Linked DNA regions of Columba livia: region 2 is linked to region 1. A link is a contact called in public Hi-C data. All regions are on one chromosome and are shown on one strand. Each heading gives the region's core, a stretch centred on a gene start, on an enhancer-like site or on the middle of the called end of the contact. The rest is flanking DNA. Distances are from core to core; before and after follow the strand shown. Region 1 overlaps MAPKBP1 (mitogen-activated protein kinase binding protein 1). Region 2 holds the start of MAPKBP1 (mitogen-activated protein kinase binding protein 1).

What was found. A called contact is a pair of places that touch in the nucleus more often than the background predicts.
Region 2: a contact with region 1 is called in a Hi-C map of crop, with 2.2 times the contacts expected there. The contact joins the promoter of MAPKBP1 here to the enhancer-like site in region 1. A contact is called at or near these places in 2 of 2 Hi-C or Micro-C datasets (crop and liver).

The regions. Positions count from the first base shown.
Region 1 is chr5:40,789,064-40,794,543 of bColLiv1.pat.W.v2, reverse strand. All of the region lies in intron 3 of MAPKBP1 (mitogen-activated protein kinase binding protein 1), which reads left to right. Among named protein-coding and RNA genes, the nearest start is that of MAPKBP1, 50 kb to the left of the region's middle. Within about 2 kb of position 1,258, at least 1 of the 3 cell types and tissues checked has an H3K27ac peak away from gene starts, as active enhancers do.
Region 2 is chr5:40,839,827-40,845,613 of bColLiv1.pat.W.v2, reverse strand. MAPKBP1 (mitogen-activated protein kinase binding protein 1) reads left to right here and starts at 4,040. Exons shown (of 31, transcript XM_065064578.1): 1 at 4,040-4,322; 2 at 5,166-5,509. The coding sequence starts at 5,393. LOC135579588 (a long non-coding RNA gene) reads right to left here and starts at 3,901. Exons shown (of 4, transcript XR_010473009.1): 1 at 3,398-3,901.

The sequences.
Region 1 (5,480 bases), core at 9-2,508:
TGCCTGTGACAGCTGTAACTTTGGGAGGAGACCTCAGCATCTAGAGACAAGTCCTTTCTCAAGAATTAACACCATATGCCATGATTCTGTAGCATCCATCCTGGAAAAAGTTGTATTCCCTGCTTGGATGCAAAGCTCTTCAGTTTCTTAGCTGTGTTCTGACTGTTTGCTTCGTCCTTCTTGACTGCATATGGGACTGGCCAGGTTCTACTCAAGGCTCCATTTTCTACTGCTTCTTAGTCTTTGTCTGACTGATCAGCACATTTTCATGTCATGAACTGTCTCAGCGATCCTTTTATTCCTCCAGCCTTCCTATCATCAGTTGCCCATTGCTCTAGCCCCTGGGGCTGCTGCTCATTTGCAGTGTTCAGCGAGTGTTTGCCAAGAGTGCTGAAATAAAACGCAGCTCTGCAACTCCCACTCCCAGCCCAGTTGATTTAATGCTTCGTGTAGGTGTGTTACTGGCATTGCTTCCCTGCCTCTAGGGAAGTGAGTGGTTTTGGAGAGAGGGAGGGAGAAATGTGGACTCTGTGTGTTATAGTCAGCCAGGAGCCATATGTATACAAGTGTCTCTATATACACCTACAAACACATTTATATAAATATGCATGTGTGTGTGTGCACATGCATTTGTCAGCAGTGCCCAGTGTCCTCTGAAGCTTGTCAGACGTGCAGTCTGGCAGGCAGTTCAGCGCCTGTGTGTGCAGCTGCTGCTCTGTGTGACTTCGTTGTTCCACCTAGCCTCACTGCAGGCTGGAGGAGAGATGGGATATACTGCAAGGCAGGGGAGGTGGCTTATCCCCAGTTCTGCTGGGGCAGGGCTTCATCCCTGGTTTCTCATCCATCAGTTTTGTTCATTTTTCCTCTCTTGGCATTGGAGAGTTGGAAGGGAATTGGGATGTTTTGAAGGTGAAGTTCCTGCTGAATCACTGGTGACTAGGCAGGCATGAGCCATAACAATTAACTGCAATAATTTTCATCTTCCTTGCAACTGTAATCATTCCCAGTTGGTAAGCTGATTGAAATTTCGTGGTTTTCCTCTGAGCCCTTTTCTCCCCTCTGCTTTCCCCACATGCACTTCTTGCCCAAGTCTTTCACAATCTCTGTCTGGCTTAGCCCTTTGCCTCCCAGAAAAGGTGCCTCCTGATTGCGCTGCTCTGTGAAAAGCCATGGCTTTCCCCAGGGCACTGCCATTGCGTCTCTGGCTCCAGCGTGGCTGCTGTGGAGTTGCACACAGCTTACCCGGGGCGAGATGGGGCCCAGGCTGTCTTTTGTCCCCGCATCCATTTAATGCGCAGGATAGAGTCTGAATTTGCTTTCCTGAATCGTCTCCCTGCCTTAAGTTTGCCTGGTGTCAGAAGGGTTGCTGGTTTTAAAAATCCTCCTTCTTCACTACTGCTCTGTCTTCTTGAAAAGAGACCTCAAAATAACCTAACATTGGAGATTTCCATGCTAAGACAGAGTTTTCCGCATGTGGTAGTTCCAGCAGAGCATGGGTATGTTGCAGTAAGATCAGCTGGACCCACTGTGAATGACTGTGGCCAGTCCTTGTGGGCAGGCAGGGCCCTGGCTCAGGCAGAAGGTGGACAGGAGGACCTCTGCTTCTCCTCTGTGCCCCTGGTCAAGCTGAAGCTTCAGAGGTGTCTGTGTGTATGCAAGAAGAGAGGGCTGGAATGGTCAATGTACAGTCACAATCTCTGCTCCTTATCAGATTTTTAAAATCCATTTATGTGTTGGGGTTTTTTAAAGTGTTTCGCATATCTTTTCAGATCTGTGCATTGCATCTCTTCTCTGCCGTCTGCAGCTTGAGGTCAGAGATGCAGCTGGTTGTTTTTAAGATATAGTCTGGCAGGTGTGAAGGGGCTGTTGAACGTTGCCAGTGGAACCTGTCGGCCATGCACAGCAGGGGTTTGTGTTGGCCCTGTGCAGGGCAGGAGCTGAGGAGGAACTTCTGTGGCACTCAGTCCTGTCCCCTTATCTGCAGTAGAGACTGGACATGTGGACAGGCACAAACCACACTGGCAGCAGCAGATCATGAGGATGGCAGCATGCTTGCCAGGTGGTGGGGAGAACAACTTACCTGTTTTTCTGGATGTCATGAGATCACGTAGGCACCAGTGTTGTTTTTGCAGGAGTGGTGGGCATTTTGAGGTTCCCATGTTTGGGGTTGTAGTACTTGTTCTCTTGCGTGGCTTGCTTTTCTGGCTCAGGTCATGGAAGGTTGTGTGGGAAGTGATCTGTCACTGGTATTACCTTGCCGCAGCTGAGGGGAGCAATTGGAGCACTACCCTGTGGTTGTGCAAAGCAAATGACACTGGGCAGAGAGGGGCTGTTGGGCTTCTTCATCCTGTGTTCTCTCTTACTGAACACATCTGCCCTGTTAGTCAATGCAAGGGGTGATGTGAATTCAGTAGGTGGAAATGGTGGGGGGTGGGCAGAGGCTGCCCTTGTTGCTTTGGGGGTTAGCCATACAAATCAATCTTGTCAGTTCTGCTCTGCCTTCTTGTAGACTCAACTTCCTGTGCTGCTCTCCCTTTTCTGGTGTCTGGGTGCCTACTGCCTTAAGACATCTCTGAATGTGGGTTTTTTGTTCAGTATTCAGTGCTTTTTAGCCTGTTTTGTTAGGCTGTGTTGGTTTCTGAAGCATGAATTTAGCTGCATCTCTCAGGCTCCCACCTTTTGAGTCTTCGTTGTCGTGAATTGTTGCAGGGAGCTCTGAAGGCTTTTCTCCTCAGGCAGTGACACCCAAATCTTAACCTCTCGACAGATACATCTTTCTTCTCAGCATGCATTTAATTCATATAGCTTGCATGAAAATACCTATTCAGTTACATACTCAGTGTCCACATCCTATCGCATCACTGTTAGCCCACTCCCAGTACTGGCTGTGAATTAAAGAAGCTTTCTGGCAGGAAGAGTTGCCACACAGAAAATGAACACCAGCTTTTGTAGACACTGCTTCACTCTGATCAAGCTTCCCTTGGCAACCAGTGCAGTGTAAAAGAGATTTTGTTCTTATCAATGTCTGTTGTGTTTTTTTTTCATTCATTTAGCGCGTAGGAAGCTATTGCACTTGCATTTGAATAGCTTTGGGTGTGGGGAAGAAAGCAGAGTATGAGCCAGAAACTGAGAAATGGACCGATTTTGAAGGGATGGAACTGTTTGCTCTTTTCATTTATTCTTGCAGCAGCGTGAAAAGGAATATATTTGTTGGGGAAAAAAAAAAAAAAGCAAGCTAGCATTTGTTTTTATATCTTAATGGAGTTTTCTTTCCTCTGTATAGCATCCTCTTTATAGCACAGGATGCGTGCATTTAGGAAAGGAGGACCTGACCCATGAACACTGCCTCCAGCCATGTGTCCTACAAGACAGGGCAACTTGGAGAGGAATGCCATCATGGGCTTTTAATTTTCCCAGGCCCGCTGAAGGGTAGTGTGACCTGCAGAGGAAGGAAAGAGGAAAACTGACTTCTGCAGAAATCTGTTTTTTATTAGGTTGCTGAAGAAGCATGAAGAAGGAGGTGGCTGGGGGAAGGCAGCTGAGACTAGAGGGTCGTGTGAGGAAACTGCGGGACAATGAGAAGATGAAAATGTCCAGGAACTAGAATTTTGATAAGAACAGGAGTGAAGCCAGTAGGAGAAAAGGCAGAAGGTGGGGGCAGCTGCATGGAGTGATCCACTGCTGCTGACTTAGTGAGTCAGATACTTCATGTAAAAGTGATACTGACGTCCAATTCCTCTCCATTCCTGCTCCTATATTTAGCTTGGGGAAATTGCTTCTTTTTTATATATATTTTTTTCCTCTTGCTGGAGCCAATGGAAACTTCTGTGACACTCCCTCCCCTCTCCCCTTGAAACAACAGCAGCTTTTTATCTGCATATATGGTGCACAGTTTTGCACATATAAGATAGGGCTGTGCATTCGTGGAGGTTTGGAAAGCTCTGCAAGGAACATTTCACCACTTTCTTTTTGGCTCACCCAGATGGCATCCTTGATGGAGGGAGCTCAGGTTGTCTGCAAAAACCTTTGACATCACTGGGAGAGCTGATTCTGTCCTTCCCTTTTATTTGAAGTTACCTGAATGGTCCCACAAGAAAGAGAAGAGCTGGGAGAGATTCCACAGCCAAGTTGTTTTTAAAAGCTGTTTGCATCAGGGAGGTGTACTTAAAGGTTGTAGGGTGGTGTCATAGACCTAGAAATAATACCTTTAAATATGTATGCCATTGCCAACGGCCTCTGCAGGAACCATGCAAACAAACAGGACACTTGATCTCAGCTGGCCGATTGGTGGTTTGTACAGCAGTAATCTATACAGGAGCAAACAGTTTCTATAAACGTCTTGGAAATCAGAGTGTATTTGTAGATTAAAAAGATGCTGTGGTCACCAAGCCCCACCCATGGCTGCAGAGGAGGTAGGATTTGTGCTGAAACAAGGGTGCTAACCATGTTGACCTTCTAAACTGCTAAACTGCTGTGTGCACCAGGGTCAGGTTGTCTCTGTGTAGGTCCTGTGTGTGGTGCTTTTGTAGCTAGTCTTAGTTTGCATGTTGGCACTAGCATTTAAAAAGATCTCTTCAGGCAAAGGAGTCTTGAGAACTTGAATTTGTTTTGAAAGCTTCAATTTGGGAAAGGGGTGTGGCAGGTGGAAGAGTTGATGGCCATGATAGATGTGCAGGTTTGAAGTACTCTGCTTGATCTACATCCACAATTGGGAGCCAGGAACAAAAATATCAGAGCTTTCTTCTCTTGCATCCTTTCCATCCCTCTGGCTGCAAAATGCTTAATGTTGTCTTATAAAGGAGCAAAGGTGGAGGATGGATAGATGGGTGTATGCTCTTGGATAGTTGGGTGTGTGCTCTTCTGTGCAATTAATTTTCCATGGTAATTATTTTTGTTATTTTAACTGCTGTAAGATTAAAGCCAGCATAAATGGAAGGGAATAGGTACTTTGTCTCCTGAGGGCTTGGTAGCCTTACTGGACTTGGAGGCAGCATGAAGTAGCAGCGATCTGACCATTCAGTGTTTCATTTCCCTTTATTTTTCTACGCCAATTTCCTTGGCTAAAACAAAGCGTGCCCAGAGTACTAAAGGGCTCTGAGCCACCTTGTTTGGAGAACTGCTGCAGGTTCTGCTGAAGAAGGACTTGCTTTCTCTGTGGGATGGAGGAGCTACTCTGGGGCTATGCTGAGCTCAGCTGTGAGTGTCTGAGCAGGCAACTGAGGCTGCCCTGAACACTCAGAAGAGATTAAAGTGCTAGAAATGGTTAATTTCTGCCTGTTGAGGAGATGTGCTCTCTAGGATGGAATAGACTAGATACCTACTTAAGTGTTTTGAGAGGGAGGCAGTTTTCAAAGTCAAGTGCTCCTGTGTCCCAGCACAGTATCTGTGTCCTTCTGTAAGATTTGTGGTTCGTGGTCTGCCATCTTGCTGAGTAAGGTATGCTTGGAGTTGGCTTGAGTCTTCATTGTCCCTGTGTATGG
Region 2 (5,787 bases), core at 2,791-5,290, 48 kb before region 1:
GTTGAGGTTTCAGAGTCACCTTCCTGCCTCCATCATACAGTGCGTGGGCAGCACTGAGCAGATCAGGTGACGGGACCACGGCTGCCCTCATCGTGTCACCACAGCTGGCTGGAGAGATGCCTCATGCTCCCTGCCTGGCCACAGGTCATGAGAAGAGCTTTGTGTGTAAGGAGAACAAGTTCAAGGAAACGTTTTAATATCACACTGAGAGGGCTTGTGTAGCACTTCTGCTCCATTGCTTTGTGTCTTTTACGTGCTCTTTTTTATCATGATATTATTGACAAGAAAAATAATTTTGTTTAGAATCACTTTTAAAATGTTCCTTGTGCTTGGAGCCCTATGGGAGGATTACAAGATTGTATGCAAGATGCTGCTTCTTAGAAAAGCACAGAGGATTTCTGCAACAGAGAAAAACATTTTCAGATATTTCATTACATAATGCTTAAAAATATGGCATTTAATTTACTGAGGCATCTGTTCTCTCTCATTATTTACAGCAGCCTTCAGAAAACTACTTTAAGAACACATTCAAGAGCAAATGCCGCAAATGCCAAAGAAAAATTATATAATTTACTCATGGTACATTGTCCTTTCTAGCAAGGAAGAACTCACCACCTATGGATTGAAGCTGAAAATCCTGTTGCCTTTGGTTGTCATTAACTGACCTCAGTCAAGGTGCTGCCCAATGGAGATGGGCCTTACAGGAACCTACTGTAAAAGACAAGCTTTGTTCTGAAGTAAAGGCAATCTGCCAGCAATAGTGAGAAGACAATAGTGGCACCAGAGAAGGAACAGCGGTAATCGGTGGGGTGGCTGAGCACAGTGAGGAGCACACACACCACAAGCCACACACCTTTAATGAGCTTCGACAGAAGAAGTGAATGACCGGCCAGCAGATTAACAGCTTGACAGCTGTGTGGGAGACCTTGTTTTGGACACCATGAGCAAAAGCAACATCAGGAGGCATGTCATGGAGCAGCAGGTTTACCTGTTGCTTCCACACATGCCTCTGAATTTGAAGTTATTTGAAGTTATTTGGTATTTACTAGAGGATAGGACTAGGAGAAGAGAAGCCAAGCAGATTAGCATCAACCATCCCAGGCTAAAGCTCTAGTAGTTGTAGAGTTAGTGCAAGGGTTTTGCACTAACCTTTCATAAGTTTGATATTAGAATTGGAAAACCAGGCCCTTCTAATGAAATAGGTGTATGGTAAGACTTGTACTGTGACACCCAGAGGAAGCTGGTGATTCCTGCTTGGTTTACTTTTGTACCAATAGGATCAAAGTAAAAAAGAGCAAGTGTTTGTGTTACTAAAACTATAGAAAAAGTTTCTTTAAAAATCACTGGTAATATCCTTCTCCTTAGGTTTAACTGAAGAAACTCTGTGACATTTCATCTTGCTTAAAAATTAACTAGAAAGGTAGTATGCTTTAGTCAGAAAAACAGAAATATTTGTTCTCTGTCTCAGTTCCTTTACACTGAATCTAGAAGTCTACTAATGTTTCAGAGTTAGCCTGTCTCTTCAGTCACTTCACAGACACAAAGAATTGTAATCACAAATCACATTATGCTGTGCTCAGCTTTCAACAAAAGAGGAACAATGCTAGTTGCATTTAAACAGCGTCTCCCAAGCAAACATTTCAGCTGTGCCTTGTTTTCAAAGACATTCCTCAGCTTTTTCTCAAATGTAAGCATGTTTCTTCCAAATGTGATGACTCTGATATTTTACTGTTGAATAGCAGAAATTTAAGAACTATCAACTACTTTGTTTGTTTTGTTTTGTTTTGTTTTTTTCTGTGCAATGCCAGTTCCTGGCCTTGTACAGGCTGGAGCATGTTTTTAACTCCATGTCCAGTGTGAGTAGTTCCACTCACTAGAATTGATCCCAGTCTGGATAAAACTAAGCACATGTGTAAATCTTCACAGAGGAGGAATTTCATTTTTGCAGAAGCAGCTCTGGTTTCCTTCGTGAATTTCTCCTCACCCTTAGCAACAGGGCACTGTTATTCAGCAACATTCACATTTACTACTAGAATCCTTTTCTTATGTGCCACCTCTTGTGTTGCAGTCCATGTCTGAGGTCGAAAGCTATGAATCCATATTCCTAGCTCCCATAGACTTAAATTACTTTTATTTTTAAAATAATTGCAACATTACCAACTCTTGCAATTTTATTGTAAATCTCACAAGATAAGTATCTTTCCAAAAGCCCTGCTTCCTGGAACCTTGTGATTTTTTGACATAGCAACAAGTGTGGATTTCTCTATGGCACCTGTGTATCAAAACTAAAGCCTAACAAAGGTTAGCAACTGACATTTTAAGATCACTACCTTCAGCTTATTATGGCATGACTGGAGCAGACAGAGAGTAGAAAGACATTCTGTGTTATGCCTCTAGGTGCTTTTGTCAATATATGCAGGTTTCTGACCAGTCAAGCCTTAAGATCCTAATCCTGCAAGCACTTGTGCCTGCTCAGAATCCCACTTCGAATGCAAACCATCTTTTCTGGAAATTCAGGTGGTGCAGGTTCACATAGTCACAAGCCGTGACGGTGGTAGTGTGCTGGCCACAATGGGCACCACTATGAGGAAGACCATAGCCCATGTGGATTATCTGTCGTGGTAAATCTGTGCCTGAACTTCAGGAGCTCTTCATGGATGGCATTTTTGGAATGATCATCTGCAAGTGCTATCAATAGTCTGGATTTGCATTAATCATTGAAGATGGGATAGTCACCAAAGATGGGAAAGGGAGGAGGGCACCCACAACAGGAAACATGGAGCCAGAAAGATGCCCCAAGGACAGAGACAGATTGCAATAAATGGCAGAGCATGTTAAGGAAGGAGGTGCTAGCAGGACTTTTCCACCCTAAGAAATGCTGGTTTCCTTTCTCCACTTTAGAGCTTTGGTGTGGAGATGTTAGGCCAGTGTGGACAAGTACAGCCTCTTTGAACTCAGAGCGCTACATCCTAAATGTGCACCTTTTGACAGCGATTCAGGCTTGGTGGCCCGTGAGATCTGCCTCCCCTCTCCCCCTCATGGGTTTATACCTGCCAAGGCATGGAAGGGCAGCTGTCTGTCTCTGTCTGGGAAGCACAAGAGTCAGTGTAGTGGCTTCTGAACTCTTCCCTGAGGAACAGCTAGTAGACAGCTGAAGTGCCAAACCTTCTTGCTGGCATGATGTATATTTTGTTGCGTGCTTATAAAATTCTTCAGTATTTCACCAGGAGAAAAATGTGTATGATCTCATCTACACTATGCAACTATTCAGTTTTCTCTGTGCAAAGTCCATGAGGTGGACTTGGCAGTTTTAGCTTTACAGTTGAACTCAACGATCCTAAAGTTCTATTCCAACCTAAACAATTCTATTATTCTAGGTTTGCTTCTAGGCTCTCACCTGCTATGAGCCAGCACACAAGCATCCAAATTAACTCCATGGGCTCCATCCCCACATTGTGATGTGACAGTGGGCTGCCAGATTCCTAGCAAAGACTTTGGAGAACTGAGGGGAGAAGGATTTCTTCATAGGCAGGAACTGGCCAGTTGCTGTGGAGCCCACGGTCACCCCGTAACGCCCATCTCAGTGACACAGGCTTGGCTTTGCTGGCAGCCTCCGCACCAGCGAGCTCTGTGACCACAGCAGCCCCAGCAAAGGATCCAAACACCAGATGTGAAGTGTTACCAGACTTTTATCGCTCAAACCTGGCTACCCTGAGGTAAGGTGCTCATGCAGCAACTTCTCCACGTCCACAGTGAACTGCATGAGCCTCGTGGCACCAAGCCACAAATGGCCGACCAGGCGCGTGGGGCAGACCGGCCAGTGCGGCACTCCCAGCCCCAAAGCCTGGCAACGGCCACCGGCAAGGGCCATCTCCACCGCTAAGGGCCGCCCAGTAACGGCCGCCAGTCGCAGCCTCTGCCGCGCCGGCCCACCTGCTTCCACCGCCCCCCACCTCCGCGCTGCGACGGGTTTTGACCCGCGCGGGCCGCCGTAGCGCGGCCGGCCGGCCTGGAGCTGCAGGCGGTGCTGCGGCCGCCGGGGGGAGCGGCTGCGCGGCGCGGGCGGGCGGGCGCTTGCCCATGGGCTCCCGCGGCCGGCGCGGAGCTCGGCGGGCGGCCTCGGCCCCCCGCTTCTGGCTGAGGCCTGAGGCTGCAGGGCCGCCCCCTCGCTGCCGCCACCGCCTCTGAGGGAACGGCCCCCGCCCCGCCCGCGGGGGCGGCCCGCGCCGCGGCCCCTCCTCGGGGGCGGCCGGCTGCTTGGGCAGGCGCTGCGGGGCACCGTGGTCGCCGGCCTCGCCGGCAGAGCTGCTCCTGGGCACCAGGTAGGAGAGAGAGGTTTAACTCGGCGGGTTAGGCTGGGGGGGGCGGAGGAGACGCGTCTCCCAGCCCGCGGTGCTGCCGCCGCGGGGAGAGCAGCTGTGACTGTGCCGGCTTGAACGTTCCTCTGCTCCGCGCTCTCTCCCCTTCTCTCTTTCTCGCTCTCTTTCCCCCCGCCCCCATTTTGCACGGAAGCCTGGAGGATAATTTACTGCAGGCTTGGGCTGGATCCCTCTTTTCCCCCTTCCCTCCTTCACCGCCGGAGCTTTGGGAAAGGCGAAGGTTTTAGCCGGGGGTCTGTAAATCGTTGACAGCAGTTACAGTTCCTCGTTGGTCCCTCTTTAAAAAGAAGGTGTGGGGATGTGAAATGCTGTATGTCTTTATTAATCAGATAGCACCCACTGTATGTATGCGGGTACTTAAAGCAGAGCTAAATTTGTGAGACTTAAAAACTCCCTCATGTTTATTGTCGGTGTGCTTCTGTGAATTGGTGTTCAGTGATCAAGTACAGCGTTGTGCTTTCCAGACTGTGAAGCCTAAGGTGGAATGGGTGTGTATGGAGCAAAAGCAAGGGGCTGGATGGACCCTGTTAATGGACTCCAGTGCTGGGAATTTTTGTCTTTGTCATAAGATGATACTGAAGTGTAAAACACCTAAACTTTTGATCTGGGAATTGGTTTAGATGTGCTAATGAATAGTAAAAGGATGATAATTTTCATGGAAGCCTCTGGGAATAAGTAATACCGCACCCATCAATTATCATAAACTCTTGCATTTGGCATTTCTTGCAAAGAATGAGACTAGAATTTATTGCGAATGTCGTATTGACCCGTGGGTGCATCTTTCAGTTTAGATTACTGCTGATTTGATCCTCTGGAATCTGCAAAAGGAAAGTCTGCCAGCCTCTGTGAATAGCTTTGCAGTGTAACAGGAGTGGAGTTCCCGAGCAGAATCGCTGAGAGATATGTGAACAAGTGTAAGCAAAGCTGAGCACATCAGTATTTCTGCCTCAAACCTGGGCTTGTTTCCCAGGCACAGTTTGTGTGTGGGGTGAATATCCTCCTGGCACCTGGAGATGATGTCGGTCGAAGGGTCTACAATAACAAGTCGGATCAAAAATCTACTTCGCTCACCTTCCATTAAGCTAAGGAGAAGCAAGCCTGGGAACAAGCGTGAAGATATAGGCAGCAAGGTGAGTACTGTGTGGTTTGGCCAGCATGCTTTAACTTTGTTGCCTGAGGTTCCATCTGTACTAACAATACTGCTTTGGGAGACCTGGTGTAACTGTAGAGTGATGCAGAGAAACCAATATGTGATTGTAGTCTGTCTTTTAATTGGGATCTCTACTGTGCTGGAGATCCTTGCTAAAGCCCAGGTTGCTCTTCTGAAACGCACACTTTTTGCTTGTGTATTCAGTCTGTATCAGAAAGCTTTTGGGATTTCCCACACTGTGGCGTGTGGTGCTGTTAC